4 separate regions of the Sus scrofa genome follow, and all the other regions are linked to region 2. The links are chromatin contacts, called in public Hi-C and HiChIP or PLAC-seq maps. All regions are on one chromosome and are shown on one strand. Each heading gives the region's core, a stretch centred on a gene start, on an enhancer-like site or on the middle of the called end of the contact. The rest is flanking DNA. Distances are from core to core; before and after follow the strand shown. Region 1 holds the start of CCT4 (T-complex protein 1 subunit delta). Region 2 holds the start of REL (proto-oncogene c-Rel). Region 3 holds the start of USP34 (ubiquitin carboxyl-terminal hydrolase 34). Region 4 holds the start of XPO1 (exportin-1).

What was found. A called contact is a pair of places that touch in the nucleus more often than the background predicts. HiChIP or PLAC-seq counts read pairs in DNA pulled down with a chosen protein or histone mark.
Region 1: a contact with region 2 is called in an H3K27ac HiChIP or PLAC-seq map of alveolar macrophages. The contact joins the promoter of CCT4 here to the promoter of REL in region 2. A contact is called at or near these places in 1 of 5 promoter capture datasets (liver), 3 of 47 Hi-C or Micro-C datasets (heart right ventricle, liver and skeletal muscle) and 1 of 2 datasets of contacts at active chromatin or transcription factors (alveolar macrophages).
Region 3: a Hi-C map of skeletal muscle shows a contact between it and region 2, with 5 times the contacts expected there. The contact joins the promoter of USP34 here to the promoter of REL in region 2. A contact is called at or near these places in 1 of 5 promoter capture datasets (liver), 3 of 47 Hi-C or Micro-C datasets (heart right ventricle, liver and skeletal muscle) and 1 of 2 datasets of contacts at active chromatin or transcription factors (alveolar macrophages).
Region 4: a contact with region 2 is called in an H3K27ac HiChIP or PLAC-seq map of alveolar macrophages. The contact joins the promoter of XPO1 here to the promoter of REL in region 2. A contact is called at or near these places in 1 of 47 Hi-C or Micro-C datasets (heart right ventricle) and 2 of 2 datasets of contacts at active chromatin or transcription factors (alveolar macrophages and skeletal muscle).

What each region holds. Positions count from the first base shown.
Region 1 is chr3:79,923,046-79,925,745 of Sscrofa11.1, forward strand. It overlaps CCT4 (T-complex protein 1 subunit delta), which reads left to right and starts at 1,293. Exons shown (of 14, transcript XM_003125100.4): 1 at 1,293-1,762. The coding sequence starts at 1,636.
Region 2 is chr3:80,910,894-80,913,593 of Sscrofa11.1, forward strand. It overlaps REL (proto-oncogene c-Rel), which reads right to left and starts at 1,340. Exons shown (of 10, transcript XM_005662527.3): 1 at 764-1,340. The coding sequence starts at 773.
Region 3 is chr3:80,329,613-80,332,312 of Sscrofa11.1, forward strand. USP34 (ubiquitin carboxyl-terminal hydrolase 34) reads left to right here and starts at 1,285. Exons shown (of 78, transcript XM_021087495.1): 1 at 1,285-1,889. The coding sequence starts at 1,424. LOC102166164 (a long non-coding RNA gene) reads right to left here and starts at 1,622. Exons shown (of 2, transcript XR_002342704.1): 1 at 1,563-1,622; 2 at 357-477.
Region 4 is chr3:80,253,637-80,256,336 of Sscrofa11.1, forward strand. XPO1 (exportin-1) reads left to right here and starts at 1,380. Exons shown (of 25, transcript XM_021087484.1): 1 at 1,380-2,193.

The sequences.
Region 1 (2,700 bases), core at 43-2,542, 990 kb before region 2:
CGTAAATATGAAGAAAATGAAAACACTAATTCCAAATGATACATGAATCCCAACGTTTGTAGCAGCATTATTTACAATAATCAAGATATGGAAGCAACCTAAATGCCAGTTAACAGACCAATGGATAAAGAAGATCTGGTATGTGTGCACAATGGAATACTATTCAGCCATAAGAAATGAAGTTCTGCTATTTGCAACAATATGGATGGACCTAGAGAATATGATGTTAAACGAAATAAAGAAAGATAAACAGTACACATTACCACTTACATGTCGAATGAAAAAAATAAAACAAGTGAATGAATATAACAAAATAGATTCACAGACACAGAGAAAAAACAGACTAGTGGTTACCTCTCGGGAGCAGCAAAATAACGGTAGGGGATTAAGAGGTACAAGCTGGCATGCGTAAAATTACCCAAAGGATATATTGCATAGCATAGGGATTACGGCCACTATTTTATGATAACTTTATTTATTTATTTTTGCCTTTTTAGGGCAGCACCCCAGGCATATGGAGGTTCCCAGGCTAGGGGTCAAAATACAGCTGTAGGAGCAGGCCTGTGCCACAGCCATAGCAAAACCAGACCCTAGCCACGTCTGCGAACTACACTACAGCTCGCTGCAAAGTCAGATCCTTAACCCGCTGAGCTAGGCCAAAGCCGCAACCTCATGGCTACTAGTTGGTTTCCACTGCAACACAACGGGGAATTCCGTATTCCCCATAATAACTTTTTTTTTTTTTTTTTTTTTTTTTGGTCTTCTCAGGGCCACACACGCGGCATATGGAGGTTCCCGGACTAGGCGTCCAATCCCATACTGGCCTACACCACAACCACAGCGGGATCCGAGCCACGTCTGCGACCTACACCACAGCTCACCGCAACGCCGAATCCTTACACTGAGCGAGGCCAGGGATCAAACCCGCCACCTCATGGTTCCTAGTCGGATTCGTTTCCGCTGCTCCATGACGGTAACTCCCTCATAATAACTTTAAATAAAAATTTTGAATCACTATGTTGTACACCTGAGACTAATACAATATTGCAAATCAACTATACCATAATCTAAAAAAGAAAAGAAAAACTGCCACTTCTGCCAAACCTTTCTTCCGACTCGCTTTCAAAATTAGTAAAAACAATAAAATACAGGTCTATTTCTACAAACACCCGCTCAGCCCCACCCACTCGGGCGTGACCCAGGCTACAACACCGCGCCGTCGTTGGGCCCAGCCTGAACTAACGGAAGGGCCCTCACCGCCGAGGAGGAGGGGGGAGTGGGCAGAAGTGGGTGTCCAAACACCTGCCTTTAAAATCGGAGGTGGTACTCTCTGCCTCCTGGGAGGCCACCCACCGGGCCCCTAGCTCCCGGCCTCCGAGCCAACAGACCCCCCCCCCCCCACTTCCGAGCTCCGCGGCGCGGTCCCCCGCACCCGGCGCACTTCGGGCAGCCTGTTACGTCACGCCGGCGCCGCGCCGCCAGGCAGGCTCCCTCCCCCATCTCCTCCTCTGCCCGGCGCCGCTTTCTGGAAGCTTCTTAAAGGCGGTGGGTGCTTTCCGTTAGTGCGCGGCTGGCCACCTAGAATCTTCATCCATCCGTCCATCTCGATCGTATTCAGACCCAACAGAGATTGCCATGCCTGAGAACGTGGCCCCCCGGAGCGGGCCGCCCGCCGGGGCTGCCAGCGGCCGCGGGAAGAGCGCCTATCAGGACCGTGATAAGCCGGCCCAGATCCGCTTCAGCAACATCTCCGCGGCCAAAGGTACAGCCTCCCGGCCTGAGCCGCGGCCTTCCCACGCGCTCTCACCCGGGTGTTGGGTGGGCATGGGATTTTCTGTTTCTTCAAATGATTCCCTCTGGGCCTCCCGTTGCGTAAGTTCAGTGCAGAGAATCTTCTCTGTTCTCAACCCATAATTCCCGACTCCGAGTATGGAGGCTTTTCCAGTTTGTCCCTGCTGCATCCTAGACGCCCATAGTCGTCCAGGGCTGTGCTTCATCATATTTCACAAAGCGGCCGAGGCCGGCAGGCAGCGGTCCACTGGTAGAATGTTGTTTGCACAGTACTTTTTATGTTTTCTTTTCCCTATTAAAGTACTGTTTAAATGAGCTTCTCCGCCCAGCCATTGACCGAGTTTGGGTAAACTCTCCGTGCCTTAAATTGGGGCGTGGCGGTCCCATTGTACTGGGTTCTGGGGAACCAACTGACCCGTCTTGTCAGAGAATAATTGTGAGGCGGCGTTGTGCTTTGCAAGTGCAACAGGCAGGTGGAGAAGAGCTGGGTCCATAGTGGAATTCGAGAAGCCTTTTTTCCATTCAGTTACGTTATTTCGTGGCTTTGTGACCTTTAATCTCTAAGGTTGCCCTACCTATACAATTAGGGAGGAGAAAGATTTTAAGAGGTGTGAGGATTAAGAGAAGCTGGGTTGAGATAGAAAAGACTGGAAGGAAAAAATGAGAGCAGAGGCTTAGAGTTTTTGACCATTATGTGCATTGTGTACAGTGGGTATTTTATTCGGGTTAGAGAGTAAGATGCCTGAAGAAATGAGAGGTGAAGAGTTACCCTGTGGCTCAGCGGAAACGAATCCGACTAGGAACCATGAGGTTGTGGATTTGATCCCTGGCCTCCTTCAGTGGGTTAAGGACCTTGCCTTGCTGTGAGCTGTATAGGTCGCAGATGCAGCTCGGATCCTACGTTGCTGT
Region 2 (2,700 bases), core at 90-2,589:
GCAGTTTCTTGGTAAACTCGGTTCCCCAAAGAAAGAGATTCACATTAAGTATTAACTATAAATAAATATTTGCTAGTTTATAAGTGATAGAAAGTTCTTTTCATGCTTCATCATATTTTAAAGCACGGAGATGATAAAACAAAACAAAATAAAAAACCGTCTTTCCCCCTTCTTTCCAAAAAGGAAAACAAAACTCGACTTCTGTTTTACAAGTTAGTAGGCACTTCACAGTAAAAATGATCCACTTGGTTGAAGCAACTTTTCCACCTACTACCTATTAAAATACCACTGGTAATTTTTAAAGCCTCACCGCATTTTGCCCAGCTGTCAGCAACAACAGCAATCACCTCTCAGCAACTGATGAGATTAAACTAAAAAGAGCTCTCCTGAGGTCGGAAGGATCCTCCTTCCTGTTCTAAAACGTAAAACCTCCAATTCAATAATAAATCAATTTTTAAATATGAGGATTTCGTCTTCCTTCATTCAGATTCTTCTAACTTCCCTAATCCAAGACCCAAGTCTTTGGGAAGTTCTAAGGTTCCGACGACTACAACGGCATCAAATTACAGAGCTTGACTTTGATTTCACACACAAACCCCGAACTCTGTCACTTTTTCAAAAGCTTGACAGTTTGCCAGCGTCGAGTTTAAAGACACAAAGAGCCACAACCAAAACTGACCCCCCGAAACTCTGAGCAGCAAGACCCTCGGACCCGCTCCTGCCCTCCCGCTGTTAGAGGTAGCCCGCGCGGGAACACACTCACCCGAGGCCATGGCTCTGCTCACCGCGCCGCCCTGCTCCGAGCGTCCGAACCGGAGGCCGCCGCAGTCAGTCAGTCCGGCGGCCGAGGGACCTCTGCCAGCGGGATCCCCAATCCCCTTGACCACCCCCGGGACCTCCTCCTCCTTCCCGCCCTCCTCTGGGTTTGCGGCTCACACCTTCCCACCCGCTTAATTCTCGCGCTCGGGTCACCCGGCGTCGCCAGTCCAGGCTGCGGGAGCCAGGGGCAGGGGGCGGAGCGCAGCAGCAGCAGCAGCAGCGGCAGCCCAGCTCTGGCCGGCCCGAGAGGCAGGCTGCCCGGCGGGAGGGGAATTTCCCCTAGCTGACGTAGGCCCCCTACACCGCCGCCTTCCCCCGGGAGGGGGCGGGACGCCTTGAGACTCGCGCGCGTGCGTCGGCGCTGGGCTGCCCCGTGCCCCGCCCCCTCCCCGGAGCCCCCAAGGGCTTGGGATCCAGTTTGGGAAGCGGGAACGGGGGACCTTCGGGAGCGCAGGGAACGCTGGGACCCGGGAGGTGACTTCCCCCAGCGTGCGAAAGCTGTTGGCTCCTGAGAAATCCCCCTCCTCCAGGATGTTCTTGGGCGCTTGGCTTAAAGTTCAGGAGCAGGTGGGAGGGTGCGGTGACGTCAGGAGGGCCGACCGCCGGCAAGCACTTAGGGGTGGGCCGGGCGCGAAGTGGGGCCGGCCCTCCCGGGCTTGGGGGGGTTTTCGATGGGTGGTTCCCCTTCTTGCACACGCAAATCTCCGCCCCCGCGCGGGCTGGCGGCACAGCGCCGATGTACCCGAGCGCCCTCGAAGGGAAGTGCGGAAGCCGCGGTAGCCGGTGCGCGGTCGTAATTCATATATTTGCATACGGAGACCCCCGATCTTCTTCCTTTGCCTGTCTAAATTGCGAGGGCTCTGTTAACGTACTTTACAAACTAAAACTTTTTAAGCTCTTAGGGTCCGCAATGTGAGTTCGTTGCCTGATGTTCATTGTGCTCAAGATTAATGTGGACACTGCCTTGGGACTGGACAGAAATAGCCCGAGGAAAGAGGGAATGTAACGTTTAGTATACTAAAGGAATCTAAGTTTACTTTGTTTCCTTACTGTGTAAAGGACCTAAGTGTCAGTTTAGTTGCCTCGTTTGTAATGTATTATTATCCTAATTTGATAGGTGAGGCAATCAGGGTTCAGAGACGTAACTTGTCCTTATTTTAGAATGCTAGTAAAAAGAAAAGCACAATTTAAATTCAGGGTTGTCTGACTCCAAAGCTCCAGGCTCTTTCCACTATCCTTTGCTGCCTAAAATAAATATGGAGGAGTAATGGAAAATAGTCTGCCATACAGGTGCCAAAACTGGGGGATCCGGTTGGGGAAATAATTAAAATCTCCTGCCACTCCCAAAATATCCTCTTCACGAAATAAAGTAGAAAAGAATGAAAGTTTTATTATTGAATAAACATTAAACCATACTGTGATGCGTTAAGACGATTGCAAAGACAAAAAAGAAATCTCACTTTATATAATCAGACAGGTACAATCAATTACAAACTTGTCTTTATCCCAAGGAAAAATAATAGGAAGTTACATCTTGGAGCTAAAAGCCAGGGTTTAAACTTCTACAGAAACAGGGAGATGGGGCAACATCCTCCTTGATGTTCACATTTCCAAGAGATAGCTCCAAGGCCCCAAGAAAGATCTTAAAGGGGCACAAAGCTATAAGAGGCTTGTTTAGCTTGCTTGCTTGCTTTTTTAGGGTCCCACTCACAGCATGTGGAAGTTTCCAGGCTAGGGGTCAAATTGGAGCTGCAGCTGCCAGCCTACTCCGCAGCTGCTCAAGGTACCAGATCCTTAACCCACTGAGGGAGGCCAGGGATCAAACCTGAGTCTCATGGATACTAGTCTGATTCATTATCGCTGAGCCACAAAGGGACAAAG
Region 3 (2,700 bases), core at 35-2,534, 580 kb before region 2:
TAAAAAACATAGCTGACAGATACTTACAAATACTTATTAAAAGAATATATCAGTTACGAATGTGTTTGCTACAAGTAACGGAAATCTAAGAGTGGCTTAAGGAAAAAAGGTATTCATTTTTCTCACATAAAGGGTAGATAGTTGCTGTGCAATGCATCAGTTCAGCAAAGTCCTATACTTTATCCTCAACTTTAGGTTGGCTTTTACCGTTTGTGGTTTAACCGTTTTAAAAAAAAAAAATCAAACTGGGATGCTGCATTGAGTATCAAGGCCATGTTTCAGGCAGGGCACATCTGCTGAATTTGGCCCTTTTTTTTAGGAATGGGAAATTCTTTCCCAAAGACCCACTCTGCAGATTTCTGCTTACATTTTATTGGCAAGAACTCAAACAATATGGCCAACCCTAGAGAAATCATACTCGATGCTTTAAACCAAACACAAATAGTCCTTGGGGCTTCTCAGAGTCTCACCTGCGACCTGAAAAACAAACAAACACACTTGGGTTTGGAAAGAGATGAGGGGTGGATGGAATGGGCATTGGATGGGCAATGGCTGCTACAGGATCTAAAGTCTGAAGAAACCCATGTTTTGTGGGAAGGACGGGAAGAAAGGAAGATGATGGCACAATAGCTATAGCTTTTATGGATCACCTGCTCGGATGGAACAACTTAAAATAGGTTTAGCAAAAACTTTATAGCATTTATTTCAAGCGGCAGAACGGCAAAGAATACCGGGAAGGTGGTCCTGGCATAGAGAGATGGTGTGACCTAACCTCAACAAAACCTGTGCAAGAATTGCTATTAAGGCCTCCACAGCTGCTCTGGATACATATCTTATGAATATCATGTAGACTACTTCTGGACTTTTCAGTCATATCTCCATATAACGTAATGTTTATAGAAATCAAGAAGTTATCGGTGCAGGGGAGGGAAATTTCCCCAAAGCTGGCTAACTGCGCGACATTAAACTCCAGCTGAGCGCCCCCTTCCCTCCACCTGTTCTTCATCATCCCCTCCCCTTCTTAATACCCGACTTGTTTGCTCTTCGCCCGGGTGGATAATACGCTACTTCAGGTGAAGACTCGCAGCTGGGGAATTCGTAGGGGGCCCTCTTGCGTAAAAAGGAGGAGATGCCAAGCGAACACTCTTCGCTCCGCCATTTCTTGTCACATCAAGGTGTCTTTCTCCTCGAGGACGGATGAGCCGTACAGAGTAGAGAATAGCGAGAAACACGCCTGCAGGTTAAGGCGGCCCCAGGCTGTTCCATTCTCACAAAACCCTGAGGGGAGAGGGCCGCGTGCCCCCACCTGGGCTGCGGCATCTCCTCGGCCGGCTCTCCCGAACCCTAGCCTCCTGAACTTCAAAGTCCGGGAGGGGGACGGGACAAATCAGCATCAAGCCCGCCTCGGAGGCCCGGAGGAAAAATGGCGAAGCGCCGGGCGGGGGACAGGGAGGCGCGAGCGACCCGGCGCTCGCTGGGCCTCCGGGCCCGCGCAGTGGCCGCGGTGGGCGACGCCGCGCAACCGCGACCCGCTCGTTGTTCCGCCATCTTCTCCGACTCACCCGACTCCCCCCGCAGCGGCGCTGGCTTCGCGTTTCCCTTCCGGCCGCTGACTGAGATCCGGGCTGGGCGGGGTGGGCGAGCGCGCGGAGGGGGTGGACCGAGGGCGGGGAGGCCGGACGGAAGAGGAAAAGGAGGGCGGCGAGCCGGCCCCGGCGGGGTGTGGGGCGTGCGGCGTGTGTGCGGAGGGAGAGGTGGGAGGGCGGGAGGCGGAGGAATGAGAGCGCGAGGCACTACTCGTCGGCTCCTTCGCCCGGACGGAAAGAGCCGAGCGCAGTCCGAACGCTCTATTAAAATGGCGGCGGCGTCGGCGGTGGCCGCGGCGTCTGGTCGGTGAAGTGACTCTGCTGCTTCTCTCCCCACCCGCCCCCTCCCTCCCTCTCCCCTCCCCCGTCCTTCCCCCCCTTCCCCGCCGCCGGCGCCTCCGCGCCCCTCCGGCCTGCGCACCTCCCCTCGCCCCCCTCCTCTCCCCCGCCCGCTCCGGGGACCGCCGGCCCCCTCCCCCATTCTCCTGCTCCCCGCCCCGTCCCCACCGCCGCCCGCCCTCGTTGCTTCCCCGCCCCGCCGGCCGGCCGGCCCCCTCCTCCGCCTCTCTCCCCTCCCCCCGCCGGTCGGGATCAGTCAGTGCGATCCGAAGCGGGGGAGGGGGGGGCGGCGGCCGAACGATGTGCGAGAACTGCGCAGACCTGGTGGAGGTGTTAAATGAAAGTAAGTAGCCGCGGCGGCGGCCTGTCCGGGTGCTCGGTTTGGGGGTCCCCGCGTCGCTCTCCGGCCTCCCGGAGCTGCCGCGGCCTGCGGGAGGCGACGGCTGAGCCGGGCGGCGTGCGGGCCTAGCGCCCCGGGAAGGTGCGCGGTGGCGCGGCCGCCGCGGCGCCTCGGGCCCAACCCGGCCCAGTTACCTGGGCGCCCGAGTAGGGGCCGCGGCGGAGCTCTGGTTAGGCCGGGCCTGAGAGGTCTCAGCTCTCGGAAAGTTTCCTCATTACAGGTGTCAATTAACGAAGGCACTAATGAGCCTTCGCCTCCGTTGCCCTGCCGGGAAGGTGAGGGGAGGTGGGGACCGTGGACGAAGCTCTCTGCAGTCCGAACCCTTCGACCCTCCGGCCGCCCTCTTTGATTTTCAGCGTGCTGCTGAGGCCTCTG
Region 4 (2,700 bases), core at 130-2,629, 660 kb before region 2:
TCGTCACATACATAATACAGTTTGGTTTGATACCATTCAAGCTAAGCAATGAATAAAAAATCTTAGGTCTCAAAGTAATCCAACATCATTTTGGCAAACCTATTGGAGGGTGAGAGAGTTACTCTTAAGCAGTGTTTGGGTATTAGCCTTTGTCCACTGTAAGTGAGAATTTGCTGAAGAAAACTGTGATTTAATAAACCATTTATCAACCTCTTGGTGGCACAATGGGCCTACTAAATGTTGGTGGGCTGCTTGCTGTTTCTTCAGCAAAGAACAATCAGTAAAGCTTACTTGGAGGGCACTTGCGGACAAGAGAGACAACCATGTGAAGGGCCACGTGCGTGTGACTTTCATAGAAAATACTACTTGGTGATGATGAAATTTGTGAAGGGTAACTACCCGAAAGGAAAAAGCGAAGGTAAAGGAAGATCAAGGGCAGCTGGCACTCAAGCTTACCCAGCAAAAAGCACAGGATGTTAAACCAATTACAGGGATTACAGTGTCTTAATTTTTAGGAAGAATTGGTTGTTGAAGCAGCCAAATTCCAACCTGGGGAGACGGCGAGTTAAAATTTGAAGGAGACTTGCCCAAGAACTACTTAGGTAACTTTCCCACGTCTCGGAGAGGAGTAAGAGGCGCCAAGGGAGCGTGCCCCATACCTCACCCCAACCTCTCAACATCTCGGCCCCAAACCCGGTCTGGGGCCTACGACTGGCCTCCGTTGTGTTGTTTTCGCTCCTTTTTTCCACCCCGCCCCTCTCCGATTAAAAAAAAACTGGGTGTGCCCTAGTTTTTGCACAGCCCCCATCCGATGGGTGGGGGACAGGTCCCGACCACTGCGGGTTAAGGCCCTGCAGCTAGGCGGGAGCCGGCGGGGGCCGACCAACGCGAGTCCGGGAGTAGCCGAGCGGACGCAGGCGGCCGCGCGCCGCGCTTAAACTCGCGCCTCCACCAGCTCACGAGCTGCGCCCCACCCGCTTCGTCACCAAAGGCGCCCAGCCAATGAACGGGCCGGAAAGGCCGGGCCTGCGGGCTAAGCCCTGGGAGGGGGAGCGGAGGGAGGAGGACGGGAAGTTGAGGGCGGGCTATATTTGATTGACAGACCTCTCGAACCAATCTTCCGCGCGGCTTCTCTTCGCTCTCTACTCTGCTCTGCTTAGCTCTTCGTCCCACCTTCTCCTCTTCCACCCCCCCTCCTCGCTCCTTTGCGACCCGCCCCACTTCCCTTCCCCCACTCTGCGGGCAAATCGCTGCTGGAAAGAGGCGGGGGCCGAAGCGGCGGGCTCGTGTGGAGCCTAGAGCAGAGATTGATGGGCGATATGACCAATAGGAGGTAGGCTGATGGCGCGGCTATGGCTGGAAGCGGCCAATGGGCAAGCGGACTGGGGGCGGAGGCCCAGGTTCCAAACGCTCCGCGGCGCCATGGGCTGAAAACTCAACCGAGATGGAATCTCCCAGTCTGAACCGGTTTCAACCGGTTCCGAGTTTGAGGCACTAGGAGGAGGGGGAGAAGCGGCTGCAGCGGCCGCGGCAGGAGCAGCGGGAGCTACAGCATCAGCAAGAGCAACAGTAGCTACAGCCCCGGCGGCGGTGCCTGTTCCAGTCTTTGCTGCTGCAGTCCGTGCAACCACCCAGAGGGGGAGGGGGGAACCACCAGTCGCTGAGGAGCAAGAGAAGGGGGGAAAGTTTAGGCGAGCCTGGGTGGGGGGGGCCCAGCACCGGAGCCGCGTGAGAGAGGGAGCCGTATTTTGGTAGGGGGGAGTCGGACTGTAACTGGCAGCAGAGCGTCCCCCGACCGTGTGGACTCTACACCCCCTACTCCTGCCGCTCCTGCTGCCGCCTGTGGCTGGAGGGTCCCCCTGGGGCTGAATCTTTGGGACCTGACCCGGTTCCCCTCCCCCTTCCCTCACGCCCCAGCCAGGCGGGAGCATTTATTCCACATATTAATTCCCCTTCTTTTTTTGGGGGGGAGGGTGGGTGTGTGTGTCGGGGGGAGGTGTCCCTGAGATAGTAAATATTGAGCTTTTTTTTTTTTTTTTGCCCTTATCGCCTTCGTTTTTTTTTTAATTTCTTTTTTTAAGGTGGGGAAACTGTGAAACCCACCTTGATTTCCTCCCCTCTTCCCCCCCTCCCCATCTTCCCTCGCCCTAATCCCCCGACAAGGAAGGAAGAAGCAGTTGGTTCAATCTCTGGGTAAGTCGACTGTGTCTTCGGGGCCGAGGGTCGGGCGGCGGCGCGGCCGGGCGGGAGGAGGCTGGTGTGGGGCGCGGCGGCGGCCGCGGGAGACGAGCCGGGGAGGCGGCGGCGGGCCCACAGCACAGCCTGCGATTGAATGGAGCCGCTTCTGCCGCTGGGGGATGGAGGCGGGGAGGCGGCCGCGGGAGGGGAGCGCTTGCTTGGGTCATTCGCGTGTGCGGGTAGCGGTGGAGGAAGGCAAGGAGCGTGATAGTGAAGTGGGGCCCGGCGCGGGAGTGGAAGGGCTTCCCCAGCCCAAGGGGCCGGGGAGAAGTTAGGGTGATTTCAGGAACATCTCAGGAAATTATTAGGAGTGGAAGTTTCCAGAAATATTTAGTGCAGCAGCATTGAAACGTCCGCCTGCATCACGTGGCCCCTCGGTGGAGAGCTTGGGATCGCGGGAGGGAGGGGCTGATGCCTGCTCCTCCTGCAGGGAAACTCAGAATCTTTGGGTTTTTGCAAAGT